Regions from separate parts of the Mus musculus genome. Here regions 2, 3, 4 and 5 are each linked to region 1. The links are chromatin contacts, called in public Micro-C, promoter capture Hi-C and targeted proximity ligation maps. All regions are on one chromosome and are shown on one strand. The core of a region is the stretch at or near the end of the contact, and the rest is flanking DNA. Distances in the headings are between cores, read along the strand shown.

Evidence for each region. Promoter capture Hi-C pulls out the DNA fragments that hold promoters and counts their contacts. A called contact is a pair of places that touch in the nucleus more often than the background predicts.
Region 2: a contact with region 1 is called in a Micro-C map of embryonic stem cells, with 4 times the contacts expected there. A contact is called at or near these places in 3 of 39 promoter capture datasets (cranial neural crest, hippocampal neurons and liver), 1 of 484 Hi-C or Micro-C datasets (embryonic stem cells) and 3 of 130 datasets of targeted methods (astrocytes, embryonic stem cells and extraembryonic endoderm stem cells).
Region 3: a contact with region 1 is called in a promoter capture Hi-C map of embryonic stem cells, with 4 times the contacts expected there. A contact is called at or near these places in 5 of 39 promoter capture datasets (cranial neural crest, embryonic stem cells, hippocampal neurons and 2 more) and 6 of 130 datasets of targeted methods (bone marrow-derived macrophages, embryonic stem cells and stem cell-derived neural progenitor cells).
Region 4: a promoter capture Hi-C map of pre-B cells shows a contact between it and region 1. A contact is called at or near these places in 7 of 39 promoter capture datasets (the 3T3-L1 cell line, the HPC-7 cell line, cranial neural crest and 3 more), 1 of 130 datasets of targeted methods (embryonic forebrain) and 1 of 9 other capture datasets (adipose tissue).
Region 5: a targeted proximity ligation map of stem cell-derived neural progenitor cells shows a contact between it and region 1, with 3 times the contacts expected there. A contact is called at or near these places in 3 of 39 promoter capture datasets (embryonic stem cells, pre-B cells and stem cell-derived epiblast-like cells), 1 of 484 Hi-C or Micro-C datasets (embryonic stem cells) and 2 of 130 datasets of targeted methods (pancreatic cancer cells and stem cell-derived neural progenitor cells).

The regions. Positions count from the first base shown.
Region 1 is chr19:24,898,751-24,904,208 of GRCm38.p6, forward strand. Foxd4 (forkhead box D4) reads right to left here and starts at 2,266. Exons shown (of 1, transcript NM_008022.3): 1 at 193-2,266. The coding sequence starts at 2,084. The coding sequence ends at 750.
Region 2 is chr19:24,028,567-24,034,024 of GRCm38.p6, forward strand. It overlaps Fam189a2 (family with sequence similarity 189, member A2), which reads right to left and starts at 2,453. Exons shown (of 11, transcript NM_001114174.1): 1 at 1,982-2,453. The coding sequence starts at 2,371.
Region 3 is chr19:24,222,602-24,228,059 of GRCm38.p6, forward strand. It overlaps Tjp2 (tight junction protein 2), which reads right to left and starts at 2,425. Exons shown (of 24, transcript NM_001376368.1): 1 at 2,250-2,425.
Region 4 is chr19:24,328,111-24,333,568 of GRCm38.p6, forward strand. The region is part of intron 13 of Pip5k1b (phosphatidylinositol-4-phosphate 5-kinase, type 1 beta); the gene reads right to left. Among named protein-coding and RNA genes, the nearest start is that of Fxn, 50 kb to the left of the region's middle.
Region 5 is chr19:25,437,800-25,443,257 of GRCm38.p6, forward strand. No RefSeq gene overlaps it. Among named protein-coding and RNA genes, the nearest start is that of Gm26207, 14 kb to the right of the region's middle.

The DNA.
Region 1 (5,458 bases), core at 1,016-3,515:
AATTAAAACTAGTTTATAAGATAAACTTTGGCCCTCAAATAGTTGGAACTTTTAAAGCCCATATTTAAAACGTGTCGTCCCCGATTTCTCTAATGGATATAAATCATAAAAACGAATTGTGAGATAAGAATAGAAATTTTTTTAAAATTTCATTTATGAAAGCAAATAACGAGACATAGGAAACAAGCGATGTAGCATTGTAGTTTCGTATTTTATTCAATCTCTATAACTAGGCTTAGTTTTAACACTCCCCGTTGGAGTAGGACACGTCGTATATACAAGAGATAAATGTTATGAAATTACCCTATTTGTATTACCTACGGGTTTCGGAGCATGTACGCATTCGCAGTCGCAGTCGCCACTGGGAACACTGGCAGTTCCTAAGCAATGTGGATGGTGATGTTTTGTATTGCAGACTGTTTTGTTTTTATTAACAGCAAAACACCTCACTCACTTTCATAGTCATAGGTCCTCGGGAAGTATGTAAGTCGGGAAAACCGTGGAAGCCACAACCGAAGCGGACAAGACCAAGCAAGACTTGTAGATCCAGGATTTTCCCACTTTTGTGTTGTCAAGCGAGCAGAACACATTTGTAACAATTTGGAAGGACTTAGTGCGCACTCCGCTGCTGGCTTTCTACGCACAAGCCTAGCAGGCGGGTGGTGCAAACCTAGAAAGTGGTTCCATTTTGCCACTTGGCTCCAGGTGTGCCAAGGCGACCCAGCCTGGAGGCTGGGCCTGGGTGCTGCTTAAAATTCGGGCAAGGTCCCCTCTCGGCCCGAAAGAGCGGCCAGGGTTGTCAGCCTACCGTCGTCAGCTGCAGGCTGTTGCCTCAGCAGCGCCGCAACGGCGGACAGGTGCTGGCCTAACCGCACGCCTTTACCGGGAGCGCAGCTAATGGCACAGTGATGCTGTTCTTGCTGCAGCGGCAGCGGCGGTTGCGGCTGCTGAGGCAATATTGTCCGGGAACCTGCGGACATGTGAAACAAAGGGGAAGCGGCCTGGGGGTGCAGCAGGCACGGTGGATGTTGCAGCAGGTGGCAGTAGCTCCACGGAGCAAAGGACGGACTCTGCGCAGACCCAGTTCCTCCTCCTGTAACCCCCTGCATGATGCTCTCGATGGTGAACGAAGCGCACCCGCGTCCGGACCGAGTTCCAGAGCTCTGGTCTCTCTCCCAAGGCTGGGAACCCAGTACGGGCTGCAGCGCGGGAATGGCTAAGGGGGTGGCGGGGTCCGCGCCTTCCGCTTTTCTAGGGTTGTCGCCATAGGCCGGGGCCGCGAGCAGCAGGTAGCGCATGGGATGCGGATGCAGCGGGGCGCACGGGTGACTCCGAGGCGGGGCAGCGGGATGAGCTGCGAGGTTAGGCTGTGGTGGGGCAGAGTAGCGGAGCAGGAGGCTGGGCTGGGAGACGTGCAGGGTGGCGGGCACAGCGGGTGGAGGGAAAGGGCAGTGCGGGTGGCCTCCCGAGGGCGGGTGGTGGCGCTTGAAGCGCTTCCTGCGCCGGAGGAAGCTGCCGTTGTCGAACATGTCCTGGGAGGCGGGGTCCAGGCTCCAATAGTTGCCCTTGCCCGGGTGGCCCGGCTCGCGAGGGATCTTGACGAAGCAGTCGTTGAGCGACAGGTTGTGGCGGATGCTGTTCTGCCAGGCGGGGAACTTACGGCGGTAATAGGGGAAGCGGCCGCTGATGAAGGCGCAGATACCGCTGAGCGTCAGGCGCTTGTGCGGGCTCTGCAGGATGGCCATGGTGATGAGCGCGATGTAGGAGTACGGGGGTTTGGCGGGCTGCGGGCCGTCGGCTGTGGTGGTCGCCGGGGTCCGTGGTGCTCGGAACTTGCGGAGGAACCCGGAGGAGTTACTCAGATCGCCGCAGTCCCCCGCGCTCCTCCCTGCAAGAGTGCGGGCTCCGGGCCTCTGCAGGGATCGCTCCAGGCACTTATGGCTCTCCTCCTCGTCATCCTCTTCTTCCGTCTGATCTCCATCTTCCTCCTCTGCCAGCACGTCGATCTCCACCTCATCCTGGTCGGAACTTAGAGGACTGGGCGGTGGAGTGGAACGAAGGTGCCCAGCTCTTGCTGAGTTCATGGAGGATAGGAGGGAAGAGGGAGAGGAGGGGACGGACGTGGGGGCAGCTCACCTGGTTTGGGATGGGTGAGTTAGCAAGGATGAGTCTGCTGGGAAACTGGAGCGCTCCTAGGTTAGGCTTCCTTGTTCTTTTCTGCTTTTTCTTTCTAACACCCTTTGGCAAGGAGCACTTGGTGTTTTAAGTTTCTCTGAGAAGTGCGCAGCTATATATCCTTCTTTGCCGTTCCTCGGGCTGGAGCCACGTCCTCCTGACGCGGTCCAATGATGGGGGGTCCTTGGTCCCTCCTCTTCACAACCATCCACTACGGAGGATGGTTTAATCAGCCAAAGTGCTCTGACATTGTGCGGGCTCTGTTGATGTTTCTCTAAAGCTGCACAAATAAAAATCAAGAGGGAAAACATGATACACAACGACGATGTGGGACCACGTCGACATTTAGACCTTCCCAGTACTGACTTTGGCGAGTAATGAGATGTATCTCAAACAGAATGGCACACTGACTTAAAGCTATATGCCCCCATTCCAGAGAAATGGCTCCTTCCCTCCTCGTAAACTTCACCAAATAATCCCGTGACTCGATTTCCCTAAAAACTAAAGCATCCTAGCATAAACTGTGGAAGTTCAGTGTGGACTTTAAAAGGAAAAAAAAAAAAAGTATTTTCTTAGTCTCTTTTCCTCCAGCTTCTTTTACTATTTAGCCAGCGGAGCAAAGGTGCAAATTATTTTTTCACGTTCAGACAGGGATGCCTAGAAGAGGCTTCAGAAAGCAACACACTAGCACCACAGAGGCAACTGGTATCTTCATCTTCTTTTCCTTCGTTGTCTTTACCAACTACATTGATTTCACTACACAAATACTGTTTCCCCCAAAGTAATTTTATAAAGAAAGGAATGCCCTCACTATATGAGTGCATCTACCTGCTTGGCTTTGTCCCCTACCCCTCCCCCCAACCCGAACATCCATCCAGAAACACAAGTGCTTTACTGTGGTAATAACAATAAATCGAGGAAGGGCGGGGTTGCAGTGTCCCTGACACTAGATAGTCCAGAGGTCCATGGTAAGGCATCCACACTGCAGAGCAGGACAGGGACCCCAGGACTTGCTTGAAGGCTTTGGAGTACCTAAGCTTTTAGATTGGTTTCATGTGAGTTAGCCCAGCAGCTAAAGTAACAATATGGTAGAGTATGTCTGTTACATAAATAGGGATTGCATAGCAAAATACAAAGTACATATTGGGGGAATTGGGAAGGTGAAATCTAAAAAGATGCACTAGGAAAGGATGAAAGTTGTGCCACCTTCAACGTTTATGTTTGTGATTGTGACCTTTATTGAGAAATCAGAAACTGACTACCAAAAATAGCTCATCGCCTTTGGGATTAAAGTAGTTTAAAGAAGTTAGCATCTTTTGGAGAGCAGCTCCCTTGCCAGCCTTTGAGTTAAGCTGCATTGCTCTGTGGAGGGTTTTACCCTCCAAGGCTCTCTATTGTGTGCAGCTTGAGGTAGGACAAACAACAGATCTGAGCCTCACAGATTTGTGTTTAAATCCAAAATTGACCAATGACTATTTGTGTGATTTTAAACTGCAGGAGGGCCGGCAGGTGTCTCATTCAATCTGCTGGCCCCAGATGCTGCCCTCACCCCCTGCTGGAGAGACTCGGTTCCCCTTTTCTGATTATCTGTGTGAGAGAGAGTATTGTTGGTTTTCCTAAAGTCAACTGCTAGGGGGATTTGGGTTATTTACAAATGAAAGGGTGTAAGAATGTGCTCAAAAACAAAACAAACCCCCCACATTCTGGGGCTAATCTCAAAGGTGACTCAGGAGCCAACTAAAGATCTCCCTGTGGCCAACGCTGGGGCAAACCGAACAGTCAACTTAGCTGGTTATAACTCAATGTCTAAAATGTATTTGTGTGTTCACGTTGCTAAGAATAACTGGTTAAATCAATAAAGGAAATCTCTTGTAGAATTTCAAATAACTCACGTAGTTACTCAAGATGGAGTCTAATTCCCAACTACTTAACATGAGATTTTCTCCCAAAAAGTCCAATAGAAAAAGGGACAGGGTAGCCTTTCCTGTGGAGAAATCTGATCAAACCTCAGCCAGGAGATGAAGGCCAACCCCAACTCCGCTGCAGCACAATGATGTGTAGTTGCTTGATGTAATGTCAATGGCAATCCAAAGCCTAACTGAAGAGCACCTATGTGCCTGCCAAAGGCACAAACCATAGGACAGCTAAGGCACTGTCATAATCTACAGCAGCCTAAGGGGACTATTGAGTGCAATGGTCTATCCTGGATGCGATTCTTCAACAGAAAAAGAATATGATATGTGGATTCCAAATAATCTGAGCCTGTGGCAAGGTTGGCTCACTAACAGTAATAAATGTCCCCTAGCATGTTGAGATGTTAGTGTGTCTATCAATCTAAACCTTTAATAAGGGCAGGGTGTTGAATAGCTCAGTTGGTAAATTGCTTTGCTTTGCATGCTCAAGCTCTCCAGGAGTTGGGTCCCCAGAACCCACAAAAAAAGTGGCACAGTGTGTGCATAGTGGCACACTTGTAATCCCAGGGCTAGGAAGGTAGAGACAGGAAGGGTCCCTGAGTGGGAGAGGCCCGGTTGAGGTTGGAGTGTGCGTGGGGGATAGCACCTGAAGAACAATAGGCTGGCCTCTGACCTCTACATGGGCACACATACACAATTCTTACTTAAAATTGACCCAGTTCTCATTAATTAAGCCTATAACCTCAGCTACACTACAGAAGCTAGGCGAGGAGGATTCCAAGTTAGAGACCTACGTGGGCTATTAAGAATAAGTTTAAGACCAGTCTGAGAAATTTAGTGAGCTCTTATCTCAAAGTAAAAAGAAGACTGGTATACTGGTTAGGTTTGTTTGTTTGTTTGTTTGTTTGTTTGGTCATTGTTGTTGTCTATGTGATACTACCTAAAATCCCCTGAGAAGAGGATTGAATTAATTAATTAATTGAGAAATCAGAAACTGACTACCAAAAATAGCTCATCACCTTTGGGATTAAAGTAGTTTAAAGAAGTTAGCATCTTTTGGAGAGCAGCTCCCTTGCAAGCCTTTGTTAATTGAAGAATTGCTTTGACCAGATTGGCCTGTGGTCACATCTGTGACATTGTCTTGATTGGTGACTGATGTGTCCCTGCCACACTGACTGTGGGCCAGATGAGCCTGAACTGTGCAAGGAAGGAAGCTAAGCATAAGTTAGCAAGCATCATTCTTCCATGGTCCCTACTCCAAGTTCCTGCCTTGAGCTCCTGTTCTGGCTTCACTCAGGACTATCACCTGAAAGGTAAGTTGAAATAAAGCCCTTCCCTTCTTGCATCACTTTGGGTCAATGGTTTGACAC
Region 2 (5,458 bases), core at 1,203-3,702, 870 kb before region 1:
GTGTATTTACTTACCTTGGAAAGAATCCACAATTGCAAACCAATTTCAGACTTTAATTTTAGAGAAAAGCAAATACATTGTGTGTGTGTGTGTGTGTGTGTGTGTGTGTGTGTGTGTGTGTGTGTGTTGTGTGAATAGTTTTTAGTATGTCTGTATGTATGTGGTGGCAGAGAACGACACTGGGTACGCTCTCCACCTTATCTTATTTTTAGAGACTGGGTGTCTTATCCGTTTGGTTAGCCTGACTAGCCAATGAACTTCAAAGATCCACTGCATCCATCTTCTTCCGACCCCACCCCAGGCACTGGGGTCCAGGCACCCCTCTCCCCAAACCCAGCTGTTTGGGTGGGTTCCAGGGATCCACACCCAGGCCCCCACATTTACACAGCACACATTTTACTGAGTGGGTCATCTCCCTAGCACCTCCCACAAACATTTTTTTTTAATAAACTAGCTATCTTGAGAGAACATGGATTATGATTTTACAAAAAGTAAATCCATAAAATACAAACAAGATTCTAACCCGGGGTACTTAAGAAATGCAGCAGCCATTTGAATGACAAGCCTGGCAGGAGGCAGGGGAGGCACTATTCTCAATCGACACCCTACACTTCAGAGTATTCCAGAATGCTCACAAAGATAGCAGCAGAGTTCAGGGTCAGAACAATAGAGTGGAACTCTCTTTACCTAATACTTAAGTTCTGGACTTCACTTTCTATAGCACAATAGGATTGAGGTCCCAACAGAACCATTTAGCAAAGGTCTTTAGAGGAAGTAGAGATTGATACCAGGTACTACAAAATTCTGGGTTAGGCCAGAAAAACGTTATGTTCTTAATGTTCCCACTTGAACAATTACACTAGGTTCAATATGTTCTCGTACTTTAATAAAAAAAAAAATTGGTCTTGACTCTGGGTATGTTTTAACCAGTAGAGCACAAACTGTGGGCTCACTGAAGATCATAGAAAAAGCTATAGACACTGTAGGGCTTTTATAGAAAGGTCATTTGCCGTTCTCATCCTCCACAGTCCTTGCACAAGGACCTGCTTCCAAGTCTCCAGGCCCCTGGCAAACCTCAAGGGGTTATGGATGCCTTAAAAGTTGTGACACCGTTCGGAGGCAGGGATGAGTAGCCATCCATCCAGTCTACAAATGCTTGCTCACTGGCAACCACTTTTCTCAGAGGCCGGGCTTCCCTATGCCCCATTGGCCAAGGAGGCGGGGCCAGGCGCCAGGGTAGGACAGACATCCCCAGCTAGCTGCGCCAACTTCTGGAGTTCTGGGGTGTGCATCCGTAATGACAGGTTCTGTTTCTTGAGCATCCACTTCTGCAGAGCAGCTTTGGTGACTCCAGGAACCCACCCAGGGTCTGAGCCCTTCTTTAATGACCAGGTATAAGTCATCAGTCACAGGCAACCTCCTATTACCTCGGAGCTCCTCAGGGTTCAGTCATCCAACTCCAGATAATCTTTCATTTATCCTTGTCTTAATGAAGAATAAAAACAAGTCAACCAACCCTCCCCCCTTCACTCTGTCACTCTGTCCATTCCAGAAGTACCCCACCCTGTACGGGTACTGTTGATGTGTCAGTGAGGAAAACCTATCAAAACCCCTGTCCTCCCGGAGTTTGCTTTGCCAATGCAGTATTCAGTGGCCACAAAAAGTTTCAAATTCTTTTTCGCCCATCCTCATGTGAGTCTCTCAGGAGCTTGATACCGTGCTTAATGTTAACTTGACGGAAACAAAATCCTTAACGTGTAAGGGACAGACACTGGCCAGGTGCAATCCAATTCTCCCTTCAACTTGACTGTCTCCCGACACTAACCTCCCACACCCCACCCCCACTTATTGTCGCCTACACTTCAGGTGGCTTTAGGGTCCCCGCTCCCCCAATAGAGGTCAAACAAAAACAATGGAAGGGACCGTCCACAACACACTGCCGCGAGGGTGGGCCCCGCAGAGAGGTACTCTCGGTACTCACCGAGGAGCCAGCCCAGAATGGGCACGAGTTCTTCACCTGCGGCGAGCTGCTCAGCGACAGCGCCCCGAAGCTGAGCGCCACCATGCAGCAGCCCAGGATCAGCTGCAGGAGCCCGAGCGACAGCAGCGGGCGCGCGGGCAGCAGCGCGGAGCCTGGCGCGGCGGGGCGGCGGGACGCGAGCGCCGGCGGCGGGGCCAGCACGGCGGCGGGGGCGCAGCGGGGCCGGGCTGGAGGCTGCAGAGCACCCCGGGGCCAGCGCGGCCGCAGCGGGGGCAGCGGCGGCTCCTGAGCGGCGGCGGCGGTGGCGGCGCCAGGACCCCCGGCCTGAGGTCCGCCCGACAGCCCCGCCACCGGGCAGCAGGAGCCCGGGAGCACCACCGGCAGAGACATGGGCGCGCGGCGGGCGGGCGGCGCAGCCGAGCGGAGGGCGCCGCGCACCGGGCACCCGCGCCGGCGCCGCGCAGGACGGACTGCGCACGGCCCAACCACTTGCTGCCGCGGCCAGCGCCGGCCGCGCCCACGTGCCCCGCGGGGCCCGCCCCCCGCCGTCCCCTCTCGGTCACCCACGGTGACAAGTGCGCCGTTGCCTTGGGGTCACCGGGAAAAGTGTCCAGGGACGGCGGGAACCATGCAGCTAGCGGCTCAACCGTTGTCAGAGTCTGTCTGCAACCGCGGCGCCAAGGGACCCGTGGTGGACCCAGGTCCCTTGAGCTGGCAACCTTTAAATAGGAAAGGAGTCCCTTGTGGTTCTCCTCCTCCACCACGCCCGGAGGAGGGGCTGTGGGCGACCCGACGGGAAAAGGTCCTAGCCCGGAAAGAGGACACTCACTGGACGTTACCGCCCGGGAATGCAATCTGCATCTATGGCTTCTATGGAGAGTTCCCGGCTCTGTCGGTGCAGCTCTGCCGGGAGGGAACAGAGTGCTTTCCCAGCACCAGAGTGGGAACAATAGTGGCCAGGCCAGGTTACCTTGGGAGACACTAGTCAGCAATCACAATGGAAGAGCCCAGGGCGGCCCTGTGCAGTTGGCAGGGGTCACAAGCTCCATCCTTTTAGCTTTGACCGGGAGCTAATTGGCATCACATGATAGAACACAGGCTCCCAAACTTCGCAGGAAATGGTCTAATGAAATCTTAATCTGCCTTGGTAATTTATAATATATGTATCGAACTTTGAGGGGAAAAAAAGCAATTATTCGCCTTTGCACAAAAGTTTCCCCTAATAGAATGTCTAGACGGCTCATGTATCATAGGTAAGAGGGTGATCATGAACTTCTTTTCCAGGTAAGGACAAGAGCAGTGTCGGTTTGCAGCCAGTTGTAGCCCTTGAAAGCTTGGCTTATTGGAAAGGTGAAGGAATCTAATGCCCTCCTGTTGAGTAAAAAGAGAAAAGCAGGTTTGGCCGTGTGTTCTGCTTGCGAAGGCTGTATTGATGCTGAACATTATGTCCCACAATGTGATGTATTAGACATGTGCGGGTGTTTACATACACACTTTTAAAATCATTAAACCACCATGTTTAATAGTACCTGTGACTTCTTTTCTGACTGCTCCCAGGAATAAATGTCAAGGTTGGGGGCAGGGTGTAGTTTGGCTTTTGTTTTGTTTTTAAATGAACACTGAAAATCTGATGTCCCGTGTACTTAAGAACAAAACCTACAATAGATGCTCTTAAATTGCAGGTGAAGACGAGTTTCATCCCTTCAGTGCTGTGATTATAACTTTTATTTTAAACACAAGCTTAAAAGTATTTAATTCTTAAGGCTGGATGACACCCTGCAATACAGTGTGTCTACTTGAGTGTTCAGACATTCTCTCAGCTAAATAAATCTATTTATTCTATTGGCCAGAGCCTGACACCTGAACCATGCCATTAAAAATGCATTCCTTGTGTCTAAGAATGTTTGCATTAGAAGTCAGGATACCCGCTTTCCCTTGGGGATATTTATGAGTAGGATGAGGTTGGGGGAGGTGTGGGTGACAATCTACTTTTCAATGCCAGTGCTAATTACACAGCAAGGGTTACTCTGATAATCTATATGGTTACACTTAGGGTCTTTCTGCTTCTCCGTATTTTTATACTTAAGGATCTTCCTAAAAGACTTCAAATGCCCAAAGCTTTTAGGTGTTATCTCTATGTAGAAACACAAAGTAGCAAAGACAAGTAAAAATCCATAGGGGGTCTTAATCTACCAGATCTACACATTAGAAGGTCACAGGACCTCCCTGGAAACTCCTACTTAAGGGAACTTATTGTTCTGTTTCTCTCCCCCACCCCAACTCTTTTGTTGTTATCGACCTGTATACGGCTGTGAATGTCTTGTTCCTGTTTTCAGAAGCACAAGTCTAGATAAATTGCCCCACCCTTTAAAGTTGCAGCAATTATTGTCCTCTGGTATTTGTGCTTAAGATTCTTGTAACCAGAGCTCGACTGTTCAGACTTCACACCACCACCTGCTTAAGTATTCGGTCATACTTCACTGAACTGTAGGAAACAGATCTCTTACACCATCAATTCAGGTCCACTGAGTCCAGCTTGGTATAGAAGATAATAGTCAAACAGGCAGGGAATGGAACGGGAGAGGTGGGCAGGGGGAAAGCAGGGGAGGAAACTGAACCTTCCTTATAGGGTAGGGAGTTCCTCCAAAAGTGACAATTGGCATTAACACAATCTATGTCAGATGTGCACACAAATTGTCCCATAATCTTCCATAGTAGAAAGATGGTTGGGAGCGACCCATCAGTAAGTCAACTAGATGAACATACAGCTAAAACACAGGGTACCCACCCAGTGGAATGAAGTACTTATGCATGCTACAATGTGGATGGACCCTGGAAACAGGCTAAGTTAAAGGCCAGTCACAGAATGCACACACTATACAATTCTATTTTGATGGAATATCTACAGCAAACAAATCCATAGAGATTTGCTTTGTGCTTTGTGGTTGTTGAGTGCTTGGGAAATGGAGAGATTGGGGTGGGGGAGGGGGATAGCTAATGAGTATGGTGGTTTTTTTGTTTTGTTGTTGTTCTTGTTGTTTTTAAGGTGATAAAAGTATTCTACGATTGACTGTGGTGATGATTGCACAAGTCTCTGAATATGTGAAAAACATGAATTAAATTCTTTGTTTAGATAAGACACGTTGTATGCATGATATGTGGATTATGTCTCGGTAAAGTTATTACAAAAAAAGAATAAACAACATTAAGAAGAAGCTCTAGAAGAATTGACCCAGATGCCTTCTTTATGTAGGCAAAAGTTCAAGCTAACAATAGCTACACTGTATTGTTTCATGGAATCCAGCAGCCAATTGTCCTCGAGATCAAAGTTGATTCCAAGAAGTTTTGGCTAACTCTCACCTACTTTCCCCCTGCCCATCACTCAAATTCCCCTCCTTTTCCTAAAGCCTTCTTTCGAGGAGACCCACTCTCTGCACACTGTTCATCTCACACTCTGGGCTCTTCCACACCCCTCAG
Region 3 (5,458 bases), core at 1,175-3,674, 680 kb before region 1:
CATACACACACATACACACACACACACCAATACACACACATACATACATACACACAACACACACATACCACACACACACATACACACACACATACACACTCACACAAGCACACACATACACACACCACATAAACACACTCACACCACACACACATACACACACACTATACATACCACACACACACATACACTCACTCACACAAACACATACACATACCACACATACACACAACCACACACACACACACACACACACACACACTCACACACAAGGGGGTGGGGTGGGGTGGAGGTGGGGGTAGCAATGAAGACTCATGCAGTAGAGGGGCTTGCAGCCAAGTCTAAGGCTCCCTCCCACCCCAGGACCCATAAGGTAGGAGAAAACACTCATTAGCTAGCCTAGAGTTTGCTAGTAACCATGCTGGCCTGGACCTCACAGAATTCATCCTGCTGTCTTCTGAGCGCTGAGATTAAAGCTGAGTGCCACCAAGCTCTGTTATAAAAAGTAAGTTTTTTAAAGACTTATTTATTTAATGCATATGTGTACACTGTAACTGTCTTCAGACACACCAGAAGAAGGCACCAGATCCTATTTCAGATGGTTGTGAGCTACCATGTGGTTGCTGGGAATTGAACTCCAGGACCTCTGGAAGAGCAGTCAGTGCTAATACCTCTGGGCCATCTCTCCAGCCCTGTAATTTTTTTTTAAGTGCAGTTTCATTACTTAGTACCAAGGCAATGAGGAATTAAGAGATTTCGGGGAATCTATACTTAGTTAATTCATGCGGGCTGAGTCCACTCCCTAGGTGACTCCATTCCATTGCAGTCTAGACAAAAGAAAACCCTCCTGGCTCTTTATCTTCCTTAATGGAAAGCACACAACAGAATCCTGCAGCTAGCCTACCTTGGCCACTTAGTAATGTTGCATCTATTCTGCCTATTACATTCCTAGTCAGGATTCTCAGCCCCCTGAAGAAAACTGAGGGCATTCGGTGCCGTTTAACTTAACATTTAGGAAGGTTAAAATGCTCAATTTCACGTTCCGTATCATTTTAAGGCACATTTCAAGGCCAGAAACAAAAAAACCTGCAGCCTTATATGTTAGCCAAATATCTTCAAATCTCAATAAAGAGCCAATGGCTCTGGGGGCGGAGTGGGTAGGTCCAGTGTGGCTGTACTGTCTGTCCCCATTTTTAAAATAGCATTCAGATTTAAGGCTGAGTAGGAGTCCGACGTGATTCATTCCTTAGCTGGGCACCGCCACTTTTCTTGGGCCAAAGGTTCCCAAAGGTCAAAGTGCAAATAGATCCCAGGGCTAACAGGTCTAGGGTGCGGCCTGAAACCTGGGTTTTCAAGAGGCCCCCAGGCAATGTCCCAGAATCCCTCTCTCCTTACCAGGAAACTGGTCTTTCAAATGAACTAGGAAAGTCGGGAAACTTTTAGAGGCCAGAGGAGCCTCTGAACAGAACCCGCACACCTGCGGACCTGGGAAGGCGCGGTGGACAACTCAGAGACAGTAGCTCAGAAACCCTCTCGCACACTGCAGCAGCCTGGAAAACACCCTTTTCAAGCTCGGAGAATGCTTGGCATTCGGTGGCCTTTTTCCAACATAAAAATCTCCAACTCGGCTTTGACTGAGAGTCCCATAGAAAAGCCACGGAAAGCAGCCCTGGAGAGCTGACAACGCCCTGTGTTGACAACTCGGCTCGTCCTTTATAAAAGAGTCGAAAGACCCCAAATATATATATACACACACACACAAAGTCGAATTAAATGTTTCACAAAGCGACGGGACTGTTTTCCTGTCGGCGGCGGGGGAGGGGGCAGACTCATGGTCACCAGGATCGCCCCCACCTGCACACAGACACCAGCTTTCCCTCGCTCCGCGCCCGTTCAGGTCACCCACCCCTTAGATACCATCGCTGCCAACAGAAACCCAAAGGCCCTCTGAATCTAGCAGAAGAGACGCTCTGCGGGAGCGAAACAATGTCCCCGCCTGGAAGGACAAGGAGGAGCCAGGCACCTGTAGCAGCGGCGTAAACTCAGATCCCGGGTGACCCTAAGTCAACCCCGGTGATGCGAGGCTGCCCAAGGGTGGGAGATGGAAGTACGCACGCAAAAAGCAGTGCTCAAGAAATCACATCCCAAACCCCACGGGGACAACCGGCGTTCACGCACGCTGCCCCGCGGCGAGCCAAGGCTCCAGAGCAATCTTGTACCCCGGGAGGGACAGAGCCGCAGGTACTCGCCTGGAGAAGGGGGGCGGCGGCAGCCAGCAGAGTCAGCGCGCAGAAAGCGACGGTCCCAGGCGTCGGGCGGCGCAGCGCGGGCAGCGCCTGTCCGGAGGCGGAGTGCCGCGGGCTGCCGCAGCAGGCGGGAGCCAGTGACCTCCGCCACCGGCCGTTCCTGGGTATTGTTGTGACTCAACCTATTTCCTGTTTGGAGGGCTAGAAGAAAGGGGGACAAGTGCCTATCTAGAGTGTGTGTGGTTAGGGGGAGGGTAGATGGGCGGTGGCCATCACCTGCTTCCTCCAGACCCGGAAAAAAAAAAAAAAAGTAGCTCGCGCCACTTTGGGTCGTCCTGTTGGCGGAGGGGGAGGCCTCACCGGCGCCACCCAGCGGTGGGGCAGGGATTGAGCGACGCTTCCGCCTCTTTTCTCAGCAAAACCCCCAAGCTTCGGCTCAAGAGTATAAACATTCGCAGGGTTTATCTAATTCGTGCCCAGATCTGCTTTCAGTCTTTCCGCAGGTGCTGGCGAGGAAAGGTCAGTCACCCCTCAGAAACCACGGGAAGGGTGTTTGTGGGTCACTGTATGTATACGGTAGGGGAGTGGAACGGGTTGATTTTTGTTTGGGGAAGAAGAGAAACGGGTAATGGTATCGGTGAAAGATAAGTTTTAAGATCAATTTCAATCCCCCTCCCCCTCCAACCTCCCTGGTTCTCTGGCTCTGAGGCTCCAATCCGGAAATACCGGTTCCTCTCGGGGGACAATAGGTGAGGGCGGAGCACTAAGCCCAGAGCCTGCTTAGTCACACCGCGGGGAAGGAGGAATGTGCCTAGTGCCCAAGGCTGCACCCGGGGCGCAAGTTCGCCTTCCATTTAACCTAGTCTGGTTAAAAAATCCTAGGAAGAAAAAAAGAAAAGAAAAGAAAAAGAAAAAAAAAAAAATAAAAAGAAAAGCTGGATAGTGGTAGCGTATGCCTTTAATCCCAGCCCTTGGGAGGCATAGGTAGACGGATTTCTGAGTTCGAGGCCAGCCTGATCTACAGAGTGAGTTCGAGGATAGCCAGGCTACACAGAGAAACCCTGTCTCAGGGGGGAAAAAAAATCCTAAGAAGATTCCAGGGTACAGGATAAAAGTTGTGGTGATGGCGAGATGGATAGTGGTGATAGTTGTGCGGTGTGAATGCTCGCACTTGCCCACTGCGTTGCAATTTTAAGTATTTTAGTTTGCTTTTTTAAAAATCCTGTAAAGGATGCTGAGGTTCTATTCCAGGCAACTTCGCGCACGAGCGCCCTCTCCTCCCCACAAAACCCTTTCGCCAGGAGTAACTATGTCAACTGAGACACTCTCTCAAGGAAAAAAAAAAAAGAACAAAAACAACAACAACAAAAACAAAACCCCAACAAGAGAAACCAGGAGTGGTAGCACAGATTTGTAATCCCAGAGCTGGGGAGACAGATCCTTGGATTTACCAGCCCCCGAAAAATGAAAGACCCGGTCTTATAAACCAACATGGACAGATCCTGAGGAACAGGTGTTATCAGACCTGCCAATACACACACACACACACACACACACACACACACACACACACGCCCCAGGCAAAGGAAGATCAAACCTGAAGGCTCAGGCTTTAAGAAAGTATCACTTTAAGAAAAATGAGCACAAGCAAACTGTTAAGCAAATAAAAGCATACCAATTGTGCCTCCATTTACTAAGAAAGGAAAAACACCTACCCATGAATTTGCTTTTTCTTTTTTTGAGTTGAGGTCTTAGTTACTATGGCCCTAATGGCCCTTCCATGCAATCCTGCTGGTTCCAATTTTGGGGTAATCCTCCTGCCTCAGCCTCCCAAGTACTGGAATAATGGGGTGAACACTGCTGTTGTGTTTTTAAAAAAGAGAGAGAGACAGAGAGAGAGAAAGAACTTGGAATATGTTTGTAGGGTGAGGTACGGTGAAGGGGTGACTCTGGGCCCATGCTGAGGCATCCCAACCCCCTGAGGTACCAGCCATATGACAGATATAGCATGGAATAGAGTTTATTTAGAGCATGAGGAGTCGAGAGAGTAGAGACAGAGAGAGAGAGAGAGATAAAGAGAGCGAGAAGAGGAGCAGAGGCCAGCCATTAACATGTGGAGAAAGAGGGGGAGAGGAATGGGGAGAGAAGGGACAGAGAGGGAAGAGGAGAAGAAGAGAGTGAGGAGGGGACAAGCAGCCCCTTTTATAGTAAGTCAGGCACACCTGGCTATTGCCAGGTAACTGTGGGGCAGAGTTAAAAAACTACCATGTCCAGTTGTGTGTGTGTGTGTGTGTGTGTGTGTGTGTGTGTGTGTGTGTGTGTGTGTGTGTGTGCATTTTAAATTATTTATGGGGGGCCTGGAGAGATGGCTCAGCGGTTAAGAGCACTGACTGCTTTTCCGAAGGTCCTGAGTTCAAATCCCAGCAACCACATGGTGGCTCACAGCCATCTATAATGAGATCTGACTCCCTCTTGTGGAGTGTCTGAAGACAGCTACAGTGTACTTACATATAATAAATAAGTAAATTTTTTTTAAAAAATTATTTATGTTTGCATTTGATAGTATGGTTGTTTTGTCTGCATGTATGTCTGTGCACTGTGTACATGTCTGGTACTGTCAGAGGCTAAAAGAGGCCATTGGATTCCCTGGAAGTAGAGTTACAGTCTATTGCTAGCCTGAGACCCTGTTGGGAGTACAGCGTGAAGTCCTTGTGCCCACAAATCTCCAGGGAAACCAGGAATGTTAAGCACACAGGATTGCCTTTCCAATGAGAAAGATGTAAAACAAACAAACAAACAAACAAACAGAATCAACAACCCAAAACCTGTTGTTCCATTGAGAAAGCTGAGAACTAGAAGCGACTTATAGCCTGGTGTTGTATGTTACCAGTGAGCCAGACCATAGCAAGCTCCCACACCCAGGACTGGCAGTGGCTAGTAGTCTAAATGACCCTTACAGCCAGGGACTCCCCAAGCTCCCATAACCAGGCCTGGAGATATCTAAAAGTCTAAGTGATCCTCACATTATCTGTATAGCCAGAGGCTTCTCCAAGCTCAATAAGTTTAGGTCCAGGCATGGAGGTTCACACCATTAATCCCAGGAGACAGAGCCATGCAGATCTCTGAGTTCAAGGACGATCTCCAGAGCAAGTTCCAGGGCAGCCAAGCTTATGAAGTGAGGGAGTTGGAAAACAGAAAGCTGTTGATATGAT
Region 4 (5,458 bases), core at 2,006-4,505, 570 kb before region 1:
GAGACGATCTCTAAGCTTTAGGAGGGAGAGCAAGTAGACCACATACATGAGATTAGGAAACAGGAACTTTGAACCCCTCATCAGCCCAGGTAGCCTGAACACAGTACAATAATGCCCTCAAAGGCCTTAAGGAAGACTGACCCCAATAAGACTCAAGGCCTTGCCAATCCAGTAGCATAAAGACCTTTTAGATATATAGAGTCTCAAGACTTCCTATAAGCTCTATCTCAAAAAATGACTGGAGGATGGTTTCCATAAAAGTCAAGGAATAAGTTAGTAAGAGGAAAAATACAAAGACCATAAGCAATGGAGTCGAGTTCAGAGAAGATACTGAACCCAGAGTAGAGGTGAATGTCAGAATTGACAGGTACCACGCACAGGGAGCAGACTGGAATAGGCCGGAAGTGTCTAGGAAAAGCATCCAGGTATATGGATCTGATACAGTCTATCTGAGTCAAACAGACATGGAAGGAAGCTTGAGATTTAACCAGTAGTAATTATTATAAGATATCTAAGAACAGAACAGAACTCATTCAGGGGGGCAGGGATGGGGAAACACATGGCAAAGTGACAATGCCTTCCAACAGGGCAGGGCTGTGAGCGGTGTTTGTGGCTCAGTAAGGACAATGATGATATGACCAAAATGATGATCTGCTTCTAGTAGAACACAGAGGAGAGGAGCTGATTGCTATGGAGGTAGGGGTGATGAGGGGCTATCCTCGTCCAAAGTGGTCCAAGCCTGTAGAAACTGGAGGACAACCCTGCTATTCCAGACATCATTCATTCCTCCCCAGTCCCTAGTGGCAAGATAATATTGTTTACAGAGCTGGAAAGAAAATTACTAAAAAAGAAAATCAGACATGAAAGGTGGCCGCCTTTAGCAAAGATATGAAGGCTGGGGACATATGGGCTAGTGGTTTGCACAATAGTCTATGAGGCACTGGAAGGGTGGAAAGGATGAAAGTCCAGTATTCATGCATGAAATCCTCAAAAATATTTTAAAAATTAAAAAAAAGAAAACAAATTCACAAATGTGTCCACTTCCTACTTCCCCTCCAGCTTGTTCTCTCTGGTTTTCAAGACAGGGTCTTGCAATATAGCCCTGGCTGGCCTGGAACTTGCCATGTAGACCAGGCCTTTTGCCTATGCCAACAGGTGCTGGGATTCCAGACATGGTCAGCCTTTTCTTATATAAAGCCAGTTTATGGTTCTTTATATTAACAGAACCAAACCTTTCCAGGATGTCAAGGGATGATTCTGTACAAGAGAGTTTTTTTTTTTCTTCTGTTTTTTTCACCAAGCCGATACTGAGATGACTATAATTAAACTTGTTAGAAAGTTTATTAATCGATCAAGCTAACAATTGTGCTTGCTTTCTCCCCTCAGTACCGTGAAGATTTTCTGGAGTCAGAGCAGCTCAATTAAGAAGAATACCTTGTTTGTTATCAATTCTGAGTTGAGGAAGAAAATAAATCTCGGAAGGTCTTTTTAAATCTCCAAAGACAATATTGCTGGAATCAAAAACCCCTCCATCTTTAAAAATTTGCAGTGTGAGACATTTGGGTTACAGCAACGTTTGGTTTTATGTTTACAAAATGCAACACAATTGGCTCTCTGTGCCAATCCTTGAGATGTCTCACAAACTTGCTAAGAGCCCATCTGATGTAAAGAAGTAGTCAGTATTCATGTCCTGGGCTGCAGAGATCAATTAGTTGGTAAAGCATCTTGTCACACAAGCATGGGGACTGAGTTTGATTCACAGGACCCATTGTGAACTATTATAATCCCAGCACTGGGAATATAGAGACAGGAGAATCCCTGGGTCCTGCTGGTTAGCCAGCTTAGCCTAATTAGTGAGCTTCAGGTTCCAGTGAGGGACCCTGTCTCAAAAAACAAAGCAGATGGTACCTGAGGAAAAATTGTATCTAAGGCTGTCTTCATGTACACACGTGCATATGCACCCACATACCCATGAGGTTTCACACACTATTAACTATCAATTAGCAGGAAAGGGGCAAAATACTGATAGCTAATTATGATTCAAAGCCATAAAATCCTAAGTGTTGCTTGGATAACTCCCAGTTAAAATGAATTCCGATAAAATTGAAATGTCTCCAAGATCTGCAAAATACAATGTGTAGGATGTGCAGTGTCAGAATGACTCCACCCAGTAGGCCTTCAGTCTGAGGGCAGAGAGAGACTCATGGGCAGTACTATAGCTGGAGTACTCTAAACATAAGAAACACAAAGCTTGCTTCAATAAAACCAAACCAAACCAAACCAGTCATGTGTGGTGGCATACATCTTAAATCCCAATTCTTGGAAGGAAGAGGCAGGCAGGTCTCTTGAAGGTCAAGGACAGCCTCATCTACACACAGTGAGACCCTGTTTCAACAGTAACAGCAGCAACAACAATAGCAATAGCAACAGCAGCAACAACCACCACTGCCAGCAGCACCCCAACATTCTGGGTCTTCCCACCTTTCTGTTTGGCACTGATGCTACCCCACAGTCAGAGCCCTTGGCCTCGCTAATAGTCCCTAACCTTGAATTGAGGCACTGGAAGCTCTAGATGTCTTCCTCCAAAAAACGTGGCATTGTGGCATTTCAGAAAACATGCAAGTAGGAAGGTCACTTACTCTCTGACCTTCTCTTGCTCAAACTCCTGAAGCCAGCCCTCAGTTTCTCTTTGAAGAAGAGAAAGACTGTTGGAGCAGGGACACGGAGAATCTGAGTAGCAGGCTTGCTAGCTCCTATAGTTTATACCTATGAGATTACACTGCCTTTGTGCAGCTGTACCTGTAGAAACCCGTTTTCTTATCAAACAGCGTAAAGTGCACAGGTGTCTCCATGTCTTTGAGGATTCAGCTAAAAAGGCTACTTGGCCACAAGAAGGACTGCTAAATCAATCTATGTGTTCCTTTATTTTATCCAAAAGGTTGGGTTATTATCCACTCTGTCTTGTTATAAGGGCCTCAACTGTGAACCTAGTAGCGGCAGAAGAAAATAATTTTCTTCCTCTTCTAAGAGTCTTAGGGCAGGTAGTATTTTTTCCAGCCTCCCTTGCAGCTACTGATGGCCATGTGATACATTTCTGGATCTGAACCATTTACTGTTACAGGTACAAGTAGAGAACTCTTCCTCATAAAGGAGCAGAAGCTTTGAAATGAGAAGTCTCAATCCCCTACTAGCCTGGGCCAAGGCAAAGTTGCCTAAGATACCAAGATGTAAAACCCTTGTGGGAACCAGTCCCTTTGGGAAATGGAAATTGAATTCTCTGTTACTTCCCAGAAGCCACCTGGCCCTTATCTCTGCCGAGCAGCCTGACCACAGCATCCTGATACCTATTTTTAAAAATTTACTTAATTTTTTTTACGTGTAGGAATGGTCTGCCTGCATATATATATATATCTGTGCACCATGTGTGTTCAGTGCCTACAGAGGCAGAAGAGGGTATATGGCCCTCTGGAACTGGGTTCACAGATGGTTGTGAGCCACCATGTGGATGCTGGGAAATGAACCCAGGTCCTCTCTGAGAGCAGTAAGTGTCCTTAACCACTGAGCCATCTCTCCAGCTGTACACTCTGATACCGTAAGGACCAGAAGTCCCCTCATAAAGATTTTTCTTTCAACAGTTATTTTTGCTCACAGTAGTTCTTTTCCCCTGATGCTTTTCTGCACAACAAAAACCACCATAAAAAAAAATCCCAAAAACCCAAACTCTCCTTTAGGCGGGGTTGCTCTCATTTCTCTTGGGGGCAGCCCAGTAGTTCATGCCTAAAATAAAGAACTTTGTCCTCAACGTAGCTCTGGTGGTCTCACTCTCTCACCAGCCCTTACACCCTCCTTTTCCTTTGCTCCATTTTCTTTCTTCCAGAGTTCATGGAGGGGAGACATAATATCTGAAGCCATGGCAGCCATCTTGTGACGATGGGGCAACACAATAGCAAAAAATTAAAAGGTGAGAGAGAGCAGAATGGAGTGATGGGAACACCCTGGATCTTTGAGGATGTCAGCAGGCTGACCTCTATCTTTAGACTTCATCAAGTAAGTGACTAATGTAAATTGAGCCAGAGTCTCTCAATGCCACCTTGAGTGTAATGACATTCTCCGAACATGAGGTTTGTACTGTCCTTTGGGGCCTAGAGGAGAGTGACTCTTGACACCATCGGTGAATGACCCCGAGGACTTTAGCTGTCTTGGACTTCCCACTACCCCAAGACCACCCACATCTCCTGTGCCTAGCTGACAGGCCTCCTTACAGGAAGATCTAGTTCAAGCCATACTTCTTTGTTGCATGGTTGAGAAACTTTGTAAGGCTAAGCAGGGGAGTGACAGTTTATCAAATGTCTCCTACAGCCTCTGTCCCACAAAGATGAGCAGCCAGCTTGGCCCGAGACTAGAACCCACCACCTCACACTGACTCTGCTTCTTGTCACTGAACTCATATTCTGTCCTGTGAACCTTTGGCTCACTTTCTGAAGCATGGAGATCACATTTCATCAGATCAAAACAGAAGCACTCCCACGTGGCACCCGGAGTGTTTATTTATCGTGATTGAATTATAGATTTGAAAGGATAAAAGCTTCATCAGTATGTATGAATTCATTTCATGTAACTTATTATGTTTTTTTTAACATAGTATTAGGTTTGGGTGTGCAATGTTCTTGGTAAGAACTGATTTTTATCTATGTTCCTATTAATTCGGTTTCCACTCCTTTTCTACCTCTAGAGCATACACCTTACAGAGTTAACACATCCATTGAATAAAATAATATGTGTAAAGTTTTTGGCAGAGTGAGTGATAAATAGTAGGTAGCTAATAGGTGTGTTTTAGGATTATCTTAAACCAGAATGTGAAAACTGAACGTGACTTACTGGTTAATCATAACTGACAGGTTGAACATTTATCTTCCATATTGATACAGTGACTTTATCAGCCCTAATAAGTGCTACAGAGAGAGCAAGTCCACAGTATGTCTCAGCAAAAGAACAACTTCCATCTGCAGCCAGCTGTCAGGCAGCCGACTTGCCTGTGTTGGCTCAAGTTCCATCAGGGCTGCGTGCTTTTCAACAAGCTATCTCATTCCGGGCTTGTCACAGTTCCTACTGAGAGCCTTTCTCTGAATTCCTTGTTTATGACGAACCATTTCTCATCATGAAGGCAAAGACATGGATTTTAAAGACTGTCTCAATTACAGGAAGATGCATGTAATGAATGACAACCAAGCAACATGGGGACTGTTCTATTTCTCAGCCCCTGGGCTGTGTGTGCTGAGAAAGTCAGACACAATAGTCACAAGCATTGTTAGAGGCAAGCAATAAATATGCGCCATCCTGAAACACCGTGTTTATAAGGTGACGGTTTCATTTGGGGGTCCAGTCTTACTTCACTCAACCTTAAGTATATTTAGTTATTCAAAAAATATTATCGACTGTGGCAAAGACTTCAAGTGCT
Region 5 (5,458 bases), core at 907-3,406, 540 kb after region 1:
ATGAGGCTGGGTGCTAAACAGAGAGGAAAGCCCTGGGGTGGAGGGACAGGAGCTACTCCAGGTGGCTTTAACAGCACAGGAGACCAAGTCCTTTCTGTGAGGGCCACTTGCTCCTCCTGTGTCAAGCAGCAAAGATGTCTTTGGAAATACTGGCTGTATGTAAATAAGCAGGCAATTAAAGACAGTATCCACCAAGTTGAATCCTTGAGAGCTTCGGTAACTTAAGAGGAAAATCCCATCAGACAGTGTGCCCAGTAGGACCCACTTCTGGGTTTGGCTTTCTAACACCATCTGCCAGGACTGAGGGGTTCCAGGGCCTGGCTGGTGAATACTAACTGAATGGATGAGTGTGAAAGAATAATTTAAGGCCGTGGAAAATCAGGAGAGAGTTGCCTGAGAGATGGGGGGGAGGGGACTCAGAGGGGGCTACAGGGCTTCCCACGTGCAGATAGCCGCTTCCCTCCTGTGTGATACCTGCAGTGTATACTCTGTGTGTGGATGTTAGTATCAGGGTGTTTTTTAGTTAGAAGACTGGTCAAAGATCTAGGGATGGATGGCTTAGATCCAAAGGTCAGTAGATGCAAAGAGCTGGTGGGTGGCTGTGAACTTGAAGCTCTTGACCCCTACAGAGTGTCTGTAATGTTAGTGCACAGCTCTGTTCGCCAGGAGTGCCGAGGGCCACACACGACCTAGGATTCTAGCCAGCAAGGATGCTCTCCCATGGTCCAGTGCTTTTAGGAGGTGGGACAGAATTGGATGTACTTCCCATTTGATTCTGACGTTCGCCTTTTCTCTCTGCCAGTGCAATTTTCTCTGCCAGTGCAACATTGGTGCAGGAATGTGTCAACTCCAGATGGACGCTTTAAAAGTCTAGCGTAAACCTATAGCGTGATTTAAAATTTCCAGAGCCATCTTGAAGCTGGTTCCTGAAATGTGACCAAGGCACTTAGTTGGTGTAGGCAACAAAGAACCAACCAGCAGAGGACTCCCTGGCAGACAGAACACCAAAGTTTAAGTGACTGTTTTCTATGCCAGGAATGACACACATCCTTTCTACATGGAATAAAGGTCCCTACTGTGTGCAATGTATTCCTGGGCTACTTCTTCTTTTTTTTTTTTTTTTAGGTATTTTCCTCATTTACATTTCCAAAGCTATCCCAAAAGTCCCCCATACCCTCCCCGCCACTCCCCTAACCCCCCCACTCCCACTTTTTGGCCCTGGTGTTCCTCTGTACTGGGGCATATAAAGTTTGCAAGTCCAATGGGCCTCTTTCCAGTGATGGCCGACTAGGCCATCTTTTGATACATATGCAGCTAGAGTCAAGAGCTCAGGGGTACTGGTTAGTTCATAATGTTGTTCCACCTATAGGGTTGCAGATTCCCTTTGGCTCCTTGGGTACTTTCTCTAGCTCCTCCATTGGAGGCCCTGTGATCCATCCAATAGCTGACTGTGAGCATCCACTTCTGTGTTTGCTAGGCCCCGGCATAGTCTCTCCTGGGCTACTTCTGTGTAGCCTGGAAGTCAGATTGTATCTTAGACTTCTATAGCTCTAGTGCCCAGAGAATTCATGAGCTAGTCCCTGAGGTTTCCGTTTACAGAGTCTAGCAATGGCCCAGGAATCAGCATTCCCACATAGTTCCCAACTGCCAATGCTGAGCTAGAGGCCACACAGTGACTACAACCCTCACTGTAAGTCGCCCTTCCCTTACCTCAGCTGAAGGGGTCTATCTGGAAGGAGTGGGGCTGAGAGGTCACCTCAGGGTCCATATTTGTCACCTGCGGATGTCTCAGAAACTAAGTCTTAGTAGACACAGTGCTCTTTGTAGAATTTGCGCTCCTCAATTGAAAGATACTTCTGAAAAGATGCCTTTACCTATGAGAAGCCTTCTTTTACTGCGGCTCAGCCAACACATCCCTTGTTTATAAACCCTGCATTCCTCTAGACCTGGCTTTCAGAACTTGCCAGTGCTCCTGACTGAAATCATAGCAGTCTTATAAAAAGACAGAAAATGGCTACATTCACTCAGACACTTAGACACACACCCCCTCCCAGCTGCTCATCCCAGAGTCCATTGGTGCTTTGGCTCCCTCCCTGATGAATGCCCCTTTAGAGCCTGGGAATCCCAGTAAGGAAGACCCAGCGCACCACACAGCTGCTCTCTTCTCTCAGCAGCTGCCTCTGAGACCTCCCCTGTTCTCATTCTGTCGCTGGCCCGAAGTGCACAATGGTCCTTCGACAGCCAAGACAGCGGCCACCCTGGACATACATGCATGCCAGCAGCTGAGACAGACACATCTGTGAGGCAAAGTCACAGGAGCCTTTGGGACTAGGAGCCAACTGAGGGTATCCATTGTTCCGAAGGCACACAGAGCATGCCACAGCTCTAGAGTGAAAGACTGAGTTAAGATGAGAAAGAGGCAGAAGAATTCAGTGTTTCGCTATGACACTGGAGCCAACGTGGTTATATCTTTCCTGTCTATAAATTAATCCCTAAGACTCCACTCTAGGAAGTACAATCACTGAGACTGACTGATGGATGACCTTGATGACCAAAGGAACATCAATAAAGTGTGAGCCATTCAATCACTGTCAGGATATAAGGCCAGACACATAATCAACGCTCAGAGTCTGCCTCACAAACTCTTGATCCTGGTCCTTATGGGTTTTGTTGGTTTCAGTTTGCTGGCTTTATCTATTTAGATTTGGTTTTTGGTTTTGGTTGGTTAGTTGTGGGTTTTGTTCAGAAATAGTCTTGCTGTGTAACCCGGATGACCACTTGGAATTCACCATGTATTGCAGGCTAGCTTCAGACTCATGATAGTCTGGATAATTGCCTGCTAGGACTACAGATGTGAATGACTGAGTCTAGACTGCAAAATGTTTTTAAAGGTAGAGATTAGCTTTATCTTGATGTGCCAGAGTTTAGGGACTTCAACTAAAGAGAACAATAGTCCTGCAGTCACCAGAGCACAGGGTCTTAGACTCAGGGATGTGCTCGGTCATAGTTTTATCTTTGTTTCTAACCCATATTAATATTAGGAAAGCAAAACTCTGCCTTTGCTCATTAGCGACCCTTTCAACTATCTGTGCACTCACTAACCACTTCGTGGAGAAGAACTTGGTCCCATGCCAGCATGATGAATGTTGGTCCAATCAGTGACCTGCTCCAACTGCATAGCAAGAGCATTATCCAAATCTTTGGAAATACAAGGAGTCACGTTTGTGGGCTTTGGCTCCAATTTGCTTGATTCCTTTTCTCCTAATGTGTACCTACCTACTCTGTCTCTACAAAGATATTAGGCATCTCTATAGAGTTAAAAGCCCACAAGAGATGAGCAGTGTACAGGAACCTGCTTTAGCAGAGTGAGTTGTTCCTAATAACTGTTTGACAAGCTGGTCCAGTACCCTTGCCCATATTAGTGCCCCAGAATCAACGAACGGTCCCTAAGCCTGGGTAGCATATCACGGTAAGCATTCTCTGCTCATGTGGGGTCCATGATGGGGCTCTCCTGACCTTAGCCAGTCTCATATCTTTTTACCACTGTAGGCCGCTCAGGTCGGGCATCAGAGAAGACTTGATTTCATTCTCATGATCCCGGTGTCCAGCCTACACATGTTCTCATGGCCATCCAAACATGCAAGAGACAGAGGGACACGATTTAGGAGGCTTGGGTTTCATCGGGCACCTCATCATTTCCATGACATTGTACTGGCCCAAGTAAGTCAGAGGACCAGCCCAGATCCTTCCAGAATGAGAAACAAAACCTTTAGTGAAAGGAACTGTAGGTCTTATGCCAAAGTGTTTACCACTACAGAGAAGGACCTTCTAAAGGACCGGTTAGGCATACAATGAAACAAATCTATTAACGAGTTCATCCCCTACTGTTACTTCTACAGGATGCCAGGTAGCTCAAGAGACATACTTCTGACCAGGCAGTGGTGGTGCACGTCTTCAATCCCAGCACTCAGGAAGCAGAGACAGGCATATCTCTGAGTTCAAGGCCAGTCTGGTCTATAGAGTGAGTTCCAGAACAGCCAGGGCTACACAGAGAAACCCTGTCTTGAAGAGAGACACAGAGAGAGAGACAGAGAGACTTCCCTTAACCCACTAAGATACCTGTGGGGAAGGGTGGAGACATCACATCTGACCCACCAAGAGACTGACTGGCTCTGGCAGCGTCTTGTCCATGAAGGTCTGCCATAAGATCCAGGCACACCGTGCTTATTTATTATCGTCAGAAAACCCAGCCTGAGGCGAGCTGTGCCTGAATGTGAATGGAAGATTGGGAAGGCAGCCACTTAGACACTGTTGTGGTAACACAAGCTGAGAGAAGCACCTAACCATAGAGTCTCAGGAGCCAGTTCAGAGGGTGCCCTGAGGTGGAGAACACGGAGGGTAAAACTAGACTTCTCTATCACATTCTCATCGAGGAGTCGACAGCATTAAGCTTAGGGTAGTCAGACCACCACAGCATCTGTGACAGAATCATAGGGGAGCAAGTCACAGCTGGGTCCCCTCAGCTCTTGGCTAAGGATCATTCTTACTGCAAGCCATTGCTACTTCCTGGGGCCTATAATAGGGAAAAGGTCCAAAATGGGTTCTGCATTCTTGCCCATGAAACTTCCTTGAGGTGCTCCTAATTAGTAAGGCTGGCTCCGTCTCTAGGAGGAGACAGACAGGCATCCCCCTTATCCTGTAATAGCCAACAGCAGCCTAACCTGTCTTGAAAGGTTTGGGGCCATGCCAGTATGCCTGACTGTTGCAGTGGGGGTCAAAAAAGAAGCTGGCATAGAAGATTTAATAACAAAGTTAAAGGAATTTGCCACTTACTAACAAAGTCAAAAGAATTCCCTTTGCTTAAGGCTCTTTTAACTGTCTGGCTTGCTCTGGTAAACACTATATGCTGGATGTCTTCAAAATGCGGAGATGTCTACTTCTTGCCTCACTGCAAAGGGGGAACACACACAGTATCGTTTGTCAAGCTTGAGAAATAGCCTTATAGACACAGGTAGAGGTAACAGAATAAGAATTCTGCTGCTATCAACTTCGGAAGTAGTAAAGATGATGTAGACAGTTGCTGCACGATCTGACCCCTTTGTGCTCATAGACAGAGGTTGAAGAACCTCATGGCCTTGGTCTGTTTCTGAAGACAGACAATGAGGTGGTCCTGGGCCAGCAGAGATAACTCCTATCTGCTTCAGGGAGCAAGTCAAGAGCAGGCAGCTCTGTAGGCACGTGGGGTCGTTGTCCTCAGTGTAGCTGGCATAAGTGATCATGAGGTTTTCTTGTCTGCATCCAAATGGACTTCTCATCCCCTGTGCCTGGTTATAAGGGGTCTCGTCTAGGAACATCCTTTTCTCAAAAATCAAAATGACTATCTACCTAAGAATGCCTGTAATAGATGCAAGTCTGTAGATCAATATACATACGTCGTTCAAGTGAAATGCATCCGTCT